3 separate regions of the Rattus norvegicus genome follow, and all the other regions are linked to region 1. A link is a contact called in public Hi-C data. All regions are on one chromosome and are shown on one strand. Each heading gives the region's core, a stretch centred on a gene start, on an enhancer-like site or on the middle of the called end of the contact. The rest is flanking DNA. Distances are from core to core; before and after follow the strand shown.

Evidence for each region. A called contact is a pair of places that touch in the nucleus more often than the background predicts.
Region 2: a Hi-C map of Schwann cells shows a contact between it and region 1, with 6 times the contacts expected there. The contact joins two enhancer-like sites.
Region 3: a contact with region 1 is called in a Hi-C map of Schwann cells, with 5 times the contacts expected there. The contact joins two enhancer-like sites. A contact is called at or near these places in 2 of 12 Hi-C or Micro-C datasets (the A7r5 cell line and Schwann cells).

The regions. Positions count from the first base shown.
Region 1 is chr1:64,223,616-64,226,361 of GRCr8, reverse strand. No RefSeq gene overlaps it. Among named protein-coding and RNA genes, the nearest start is that of Thbs2, 150 kb to the left of the region's middle. Within about 2 kb of position 1,436, at least 12 of the 93 cell types and tissues checked have an H3K27ac peak or open chromatin away from gene starts, as enhancers often do. A contact at or near this core is called in Schwann cells, where this site is marked.
Region 2 is chr1:64,392,441-64,395,140 of GRCr8, reverse strand. No RefSeq gene overlaps it. Among named protein-coding and RNA genes, the nearest start is that of Thbs2, 21 kb to the right of the region's middle. Within about 2 kb of position 1,445, at least 10 of the 93 cell types and tissues checked have an H3K27ac peak or open chromatin away from gene starts, as enhancers often do. A contact at or near this core is called in Schwann cells, where this site is marked.
Region 3 is chr1:64,459,439-64,462,273 of GRCr8, reverse strand. No RefSeq gene overlaps it. Among named protein-coding and RNA genes, the nearest start is that of Thbs2, 88 kb to the right of the region's middle. Within about 2 kb of position 1,508, at least 9 of the 93 cell types and tissues checked have an H3K27ac peak or open chromatin away from gene starts, as enhancers often do. A contact at or near this core is called in Schwann cells, where this site is marked.

The DNA of each region.
Region 1 (2,746 bases), core at 187-2,686:
TAATGTCAAAACCACGCACGCGCAGGCACACACACACACACACACACACACACACACAGAGAGAGAGAGAGAGAGAGAGAGAGAGAGAGAGAGGCACACACAGGTATGCACACACACACACACAGAGGCACACACATGCACACACACACCACACACCACACACACATACACACACGCACACATGCACTGACGCACACGCGTGCACACACACACACACACACACTACTGACTAATCTCTCTGATGAACACAGATGCAAAACTTTTCAACAAAACATTTGCAAATGGAATTCAAGATCATATCAAAAGATCACTCTCTGGATCAAATTGGATTCATCTTTAGAGATTCAGGAGTGATTCAACATACATAAACCAATATATATCATTCATCACATAAGTGGACTCAGACAGAAATCACACGACATCTCAATAGATGCAGAAAAGCTTTTCACAAAAACCACAACATTTCTTCATAGTGAAATCCACAGGGAGGAACATATTGCTATGTGATAAAGGCTGTATGTGAGAATGCTAAAGCCAACATCGTACTAAATGGGAAAAGTGTTTCACACTAAGTTCGGAAACCAGGTAAGGCTGCCCACTCTCTCCATGCCTATTTATAATAGTGCTTGAAGTCTTAGCTAGAGCAGTAAGACAAGAGAAAGTATTAAAATTAATATAGATGAAATAGGAAGGTCAGAATCCAAGGTACCCCTGCTTTCAGATATGATTCTATATATAAGATTTTAAAGACGCAACAAAAAGTCGCCTTAACGCTAATAAACACTTTCATCAAAGTGGTAGGACAAAAAAAATAATGCAAACACCCAAACAATACCTTTCTATATAACAATGACAAGCATACTGGAAAAATTAGAGCAAGGGCAGCTTACACCTACTAGCTCTAAGACCAGTTATTACTCCAGAACATTTAAAGACACTTCTGTCTGCCTAGAGTCAGGAAAGGATTGGGCATTGGGAAAACAAATATCTTGCAGGATAGTGGAGTGTATGGCCACAGAAAGCAGACTCGGAGGATGGCACACACCTTGATCATTGCCAAGCACAGTCAATGCTGGCCGAGCTGGGCACCAGGGAGCTCACGCTGCCTTCATAACAAGGAACTGAATGGGTATCTGGGTAGGAGCCAATTTTTCTAGAGCTCTTCAGCAAACCCGGAGCCATCTGTTTGTCCCCACCCATTGAAACCAGCGTGATTATGTTTGTTTGCATATTTTCCTTCTTAGCCACTCAAGTAGTGGACCAGTAAAGGTTCTTAATCAATTCTGGGAAATGTGAAACAATGGCCAGGACAGTCAGAATTCATTACGCAGAAGCCCAGAAGGGAACTCTGAGGTTAGGGTGAGGATCAGCTAGTGTCCCCGTTTCTTCATTTCTCCTAGTGAGTCACAGCTGAGTTATGAACCTGCTTCATCTCGTGCGACAACCATACGGAATACAGAAGTTCCTCACCCACGTTGGGTGGAGGGGTTGGCTCTGAGGTGATTAGTGACTTCACCTAAAACGGATCTATGGGTTTCGTATGAGGCCCTCTGGCGCCACCAAGTGGACAGTTTAGCAACCCCTCTGGTCACTCTTGCATAATTTGCTGCAGAGTCCCAGTTCCTGAGTCCCGATTCTGGATTAAAATGTGAGTTTTGTTATTGTCTGTCTGTCAGACATCCTCATTTTCCTCTGCAATCCATCTTCAGATCTATGACTTTCTGGGTGTTTTAAAAAATATTTTGCATACAGCACCACACACTGCTCCAGCGAGCACAAAGTCTCGTTTGGCCGAGCCCTTGAGAATCAATTGGTCCTATCATTGTGCCAACATTCTCCAGATCACCACATAAAGTGGGAAAACGTGCGTATCACCTATGGGATCCGGAGTCTTTCACACGTGATAATGGAATGGTGGTTTGCCATGGTTCTGTGTGGATCCAGAATGTTTCATGGTACGAATGGACCACAGCTGGCTCATGCCTCATGAATGTGCGTTGCAAATACTTCTGTGCAAATGTAGATTTCTAATCACTCCAGTCTGTTTTAGAGACGACTTTTGGGGTTTAGGGGAAGTATCTAATCCTTTCTGAGAATCTACGAAGCTGCTCCAGGGCACTGGGCTGCTTCTGCACCTCACCAGCAGGAAGGAGGAACCTTGAGTCAGTGTGTGTGTGTGAATGTGTGTGTGTGTGTGAGTGTGTGTGAATGTGTGGGTGTGGGTGTATGCATAGGTGTGTGTGTGTGTGTGTGTGTATGCATAGGTGTGTGTGTGCGCGCGCGCGTGCGCGCGCGCGTGCGCGAGCTCGCATGCCCATATGTATGACTGAAGGCATGTGCATGCCACAATACACTTTTGAAGGTCCGAATCACTTTGGGTGTCCATCTTTGACTTCCACCTTGCCTGACATAGCACTTCTTGTTTGCCACTAAGTACAGCTAGTTAGCTCTCCTGTAAGTTTCCAGGAAGTCTGTCTCCACCATGATCCAAGAGCACTGGAATTACAGATGTGTGTTACTGCACTAGGCTTTCCATGAGTTCTGGGCCTGGGTATTTAAACTCCAGTCCTCGGGCTCATGTAGAAAGCACTATACGTGTTGTGCCATTCCACAGCTTCATAGAATGTTGTCAAGAAATCTCTCGTTGGTGGCTTCTGCTCTGCTTTTATGTCCTGACAATAATGAGGGTTGAGGGCAGGGACCTCCACTGTGCTATCCAAGTGCTGAGTTACAGCCCCGGCACAGT
Region 2 (2,700 bases), core at 196-2,695, 170 kb before region 1:
TTGTATGAGAACACTAGCAGAAGCTTGATCACTGAGAGCCAGGAAGTGAGGACGACATGGCTTTTTATTAAAAGGTAAATGGATAAACTGTGCGGAGCACCCACCCACATGATGGGATACTGCACGGCAGGAAAAGCACAGGGTCAGTGCTCCACAGTGCCACAGGGATGAGTTAAGTCTTACATGCTGAGAGTCAAGCCAGAGCACAGAATCATACGATCGTGATTTCATCTACATAACATTGTAGAATAGCAAGCTAATCTATAGTGACAGGACTTGTGGCAAGAACCAGAGGGAAGGGCTAGGGAGGTAACAGATTTTCCCGAAATCTTAAGAGATGGCTTTCCCATTGGATGGCTCAGTATTTACCAAGTTATGCATCTTACGTATGTGGTACTTATTTTAACTATCCAAAAAGGATTTAATATTGAAACTAACAAAGATTTTCAGTACATACAAAGTTCCAGAAAAGAGGAAGTAATCTGTAGAGATACAGAAAATCAGTATTTGCTAGATCAAGGCTGAGCCAGTCTGAATGCAGCAGAATGCAGGGAGATCTCCAGAGTGGTGAGATGTTTGTGGAACGCACAACTGCAATTGAATCTTCAGCACACGTAAATTACACCTCAACAATGCTTCATTCAAAACACCAAGTATAATTCCTACCTTCTGTTCTTCAAGTTATTTGTTTCAGAGACCACATTTTAATAGTACTGAGAGTTCAAAAGAAAGGAGTAATGACAACTAGAGCATCAACTTCATTCATTCGTTTGTTTTTTATTGGGGAGCTAGTCTTACAAATATATATTTCTGGGTCATTATGAAATATATCTGTATTGAAGAAATGTTTTTAAGCACAAAATTATGGGACTCTTCCTTTCTGTAGGAAACTCTACTTTAGGAAGAAGGAGGATAGAAACCATTTAAGCTTTAGAAAGTTCAAGGGAGCAGAACATGTGCTTTGCTGTAAGAGTCTGACCTTAGTCACCTATTCCTAACTGTTACCCTGCAAAGGATGAATTAGAACCATCTGATTTGGTTATATTTGTAGGATGTTTGTATGAGCAACTCCTTAGAATGTTTTAATTGTTTCTTTTTATAATCGCTTGGTAACAACTCCCCCTTTAATAGTTTAAATGTCACACTCAGATGTCAAATGAGTAATGTAAAAGATTTGAGCATATACAATGGCCATGTGTAATGGCCGGAAACATCCCATTATACTCTTCCCGGGCTGCTCCCACCCAGAGAGGATATGGGTGGTTTTAATTATTTGTTGAAGAACACAAGTCTATAAAATATTAGCTATGACGAAATGGAGAGAATATTTTGAGGCAGCTACAGACAAAACGCTGCTGTCAAGAAGATGAAAGGTTGTATGAGTCACCTTGTGTAGGGAGAGCTGACCCCATTTCCCAAGTGGGGAGCTCATCATCTCCTAGGCGATTGCACAATGGGGTGGCAGCTCACACAGAGTCCTTGAGGCCCTGGGTGAGTTCACTGTCCACACTGTGTTATATATCGCTCAACAGTGGCTGGGGGCCAGATGCCCCCAAACCTAGGAAAGCCCAGACTACCAAAAGCTATCTCCACAGTAACTGTCATACCATGGAGAGGATCTGGTGCTGAGGTATGAATATTAATGAGCTATTAAATGGGAGTCAGTCTCATTCCAACAGTGCTTCATGACAAGTGAAATTATGGGACACCTAGAGCAACAAGAACATGCTATTTTTATTCAGGCTTTTTAGAGGTCAACTGTCTAAATGAAGATGTGAAACACTATGAAAAATGAAGGGGGTGTTTCCTGAAGGTGAGGCAATGAGTTCAGGCTTCAACAGCCCATCCCACTCCCAGTGACACAGGCAATGGGCAGTAAAATGTATGGGTATAGGTCGCACTGGAGCAAAAGCAAGCAGGCAAACCGTGCTCAAATAAAATCTAACTGCAGAAGGGGCCACACCTGGGAGTGAGCCCCAACAGTAAGAGCTGCAAAGACAAAATGCAGAAATCTGGACATAAGAATAGAATAGATCGGTCATTTCTCTCAGAAGAGATGCAGAAGCCAGCAATGCACACTAGGTGAAAAACTGCTTACTTCCCTCTTGGTTTGCTCCATTTAAAGTTCCTTAATCCTGAGCTGACACAGTTACTCCCCAGGGGTTCACTCTTTCCTGTCAGCCCAATCTCTTCCTAAATGGGGGCAGGACAGGAACTCATTGGAGACAGCAGATAGGTAGGATGTTGACTTCCCAGCCCTAGTCAGGTGCCCTCTACTCAGGCTTACTCTGCTCTTTTGTGCTGGTGGTCACTTGACACTCTGAGTCACTGCTCTTGGATGCAAGAGTTGGCAAGTTTTCAGTTAATGAATACGCGCTGTGTTGCAGGTCAGTTTGATACCCTGCTGCTCTGGGCTTTGATTGGACTGGTCTATGTCGTGAGTTCCCAAGTGTGGGCTGCACAGCTCACAGGTTTCAGTCTTACTGCCTTGGGCTTCAGTCAGGAGTGTCAATCCCTTTTGTTCTCTTCTCCGGGAAGGATGAACACTGACACTCAGCTTTTTTAATTGTTTTGAGGTTTAACCAGGCAACGCTGAACAACAGTAGCAATGAGAATTATTCAAGGAGCACTTCCGCCTTGAGTACCCCTTTCTGTGTGAGTGCTGACTGGGGAGACCTTCGAGGACAAGGTAAAGTCACA
Region 3 (2,835 bases), core at 259-2,758, 240 kb before region 1:
AAAGGCCTTCAGAGAAAAACTCCCTGAGAAGAATGAATTCTGGTTGAGTTTCCAGCTTTAAAATTCAACCAAGGCTGAAGCATCAGCCCTTTCCTGGGTCTTCAGCCTGACCTACAGACCCCAGGAAGCCAATCCCACAACCACACAAGCCAATTCTTTAAACCCTTGCTCTCCCTCCCCAACTACCCTCTTTTCTTCTCACCCTCTGTTTCTCTCCCTCCCCTCTTTGCCCTTTCATTCCCCCTTCCTTAACCTCCCATGTAGTTGGCACATGGTGAGCATGTGGTGGAACCAATGGGTTTGGAGCCCTGGGACACATATGCAGGGAGGGACTGGAGTTGTGTTAGTCAATTCCCAGCCCTTCTTGGTCACAGTCAGGGAGATGAAGCTCTGAGCTTCAGCAGGTCACTGTGAGCCGTGAGGATGAGCTTGGAGTCCACTGTATGTAGACACTGAGGTTAAGCAGTGAACAGTAGAGGCTACAGATGGGAGGGGGCAGTGGGCAAGACGTAAGTGCAGACAAGGTTGTAGGGATGGCAGGAGACAGAGAGAGGAGCTGCAGCAACAGGGTCCCAGGGGCAAGCTTGTCTTTATTGTCATTTAGTGGAGGCATGAAGGTGGGGGGCATTTCCAATAAATAGCAAGAGAGATGATTTTGAAAGAGAGAGACACTGGCCGTGTCATAAGTGTGAGTGGGGGTCACAGTCAAGGAACAGGTGAATCAAACAGAAACACCCACAAATGCTTTACCTTCAAGACACTGCCAACATCCAGACAGAACTGCTGGAACAAGTGCTTTGAAACTAGCCGGCAACATCTAGAGAAGGGCCTGAGTAAAAACCACATCCAGTTCATGGAAAAAAGAACGAGAATAAAATGCCAACCCTCAGGCGTGGTGATGTCATGAAGACATGGTACGGACCTGAGAAGAGTATCTCCCACCACTGTGATCCCAGCATGCTTTGCAAACAGCCTACGTGGGTCCGATGACCTGGCCAAGAACCAATAGGCCAAGTTTTCCATATTTACACGATGTTTTAATGTCATCACTACAACTCCAACCTTTTTCTCAATAAAAGCTATTAGTGAAAGCAATTTAAAACAACAGGAAGGCAGTTCTGACTTTAAGGACTCTAATCCCCCACAAGCTGATCCTGAAATATTCATGTGTTTATCTCTGGCTGTTTGAATGCTGTAGTATCTGCTTGGGTAATTCAGCATTCGATTTGAATAGAGAGCTCTCAGCTATTCTGTTTGTCCTGGAATGTGGGCTGTGATCAGAGTGAAACCTTTTCAGTAAAATTAACTGTCTGTTCAGATTTTCATCACCAACCATCTTTTTGCAAAAAACAATAACAGTCAAGCGTGTTCTAGGATACTTGGAAGGAAAAGAAGAAGAAAGTTCAGAGGCAAAGCTTGGTCTAAGTTCTGACGCTGAAGCTGCAATTACTCCTCACAGCAGGAATGTTCTGGGCCTGGCCTGACCATGCTCTTGGCACAAGGCGCCATTGTTTATGCCAGCCTGAGAGACTCTTGAATTCATGTCCTTTGATTGAGCATTTTTATGAGGCCTGCATAAATCATGTCCCTTGAGATGGTAGCCCTGGCATGCAGTTGGCTTGCCTTTTTACAGGCATCGTGATGTGTGAGAGGCCTTCTCTCTCTTCAGATGATCCTTCTGCTCTGATTTCCTTTGCCCTGCATCCAAGGAAACTTCCCTGCATTGTCTCAGACATCACCCTTTAACCCAGTTCGTGACTATTAGAGCAAGTTTATCTTGTGTTATTCATCAATTGCAAGTGCAAGAAACTGGGTGAATCCATGGAAAGGGCGTTACTAAATTTCTCTTCTAGTTCACATCCTTGGCAGGTTGGGTTTTACTGTGTCTTTCTAGAAGAGTGGTTCTCAACATTCCTAGTGCTGTAACCCTTTTAGTACAGTTCCTCATGTTATGATGATCCCAAGTATGAAGTTATTACTGTTCCTATTTCATAACTGTATTTTCCTATTGTTATGAGTCATAATGTAAATATCTGATATGCAGGATATCAGATATGTGACCCCCACGGAAGGGTCATTTGATTCCCCAAAAGGTTGTGACCCACAGGTTGAGAAACACTGTTTTAGAAAGTTGTCTTATAAATATTTTAATGTTGTCCCTTTAAGGGCCAGCAATATCTCAAGGCATAAAAATTACCTAAAATAGGTGAATGGATAAACTTAGACTTCAGCAAAATTTAGAATACACAATTCTCAGAGGACAAACTTAAGATATTTTCATTCACCTGCACAATTCACAAAGAGGACCCACAAATCAATGACAAAAAGATAGTCAGTCACAGTAAAAGTTGCACAGCAAGTGCCAGGGACACTTAACAGAACAAGCACCCCAGTGCCCAGTGAGCATTTGAGGGAGGGCACAGGTGAAATGTGATTAAGATGAACAAATAAACCTTCAGAGAATGAAACTATATCCTCACAAGAACGCCCTAGGCTACAGAGGCCTCCAATCTGGCTATTGAGCACACAGTGGGAAGAACCCTCACCAATCACTAAGTTTATGGAATAGTCTATGATTCCAAGAACATTCCTAGCAATGTTTACTAAGCGTATACATACCCTGCCCTTTGACCGAGCAGTTCTGGGTAGGACCGGCACAAATGGATAGCCACAAGATACATTGAGGATATTTACAAAACCCAACCTGAAACAGCATGCAGTTCATGATCAAGGGTTGTATAGGTGACCTTGCCAGAGAAATCGGATGACAGAATCCAATGGGAATAGAAATAAGAGAGAGGGGGAGGTCTGGATGCAGAACTTCTGGATATTTCA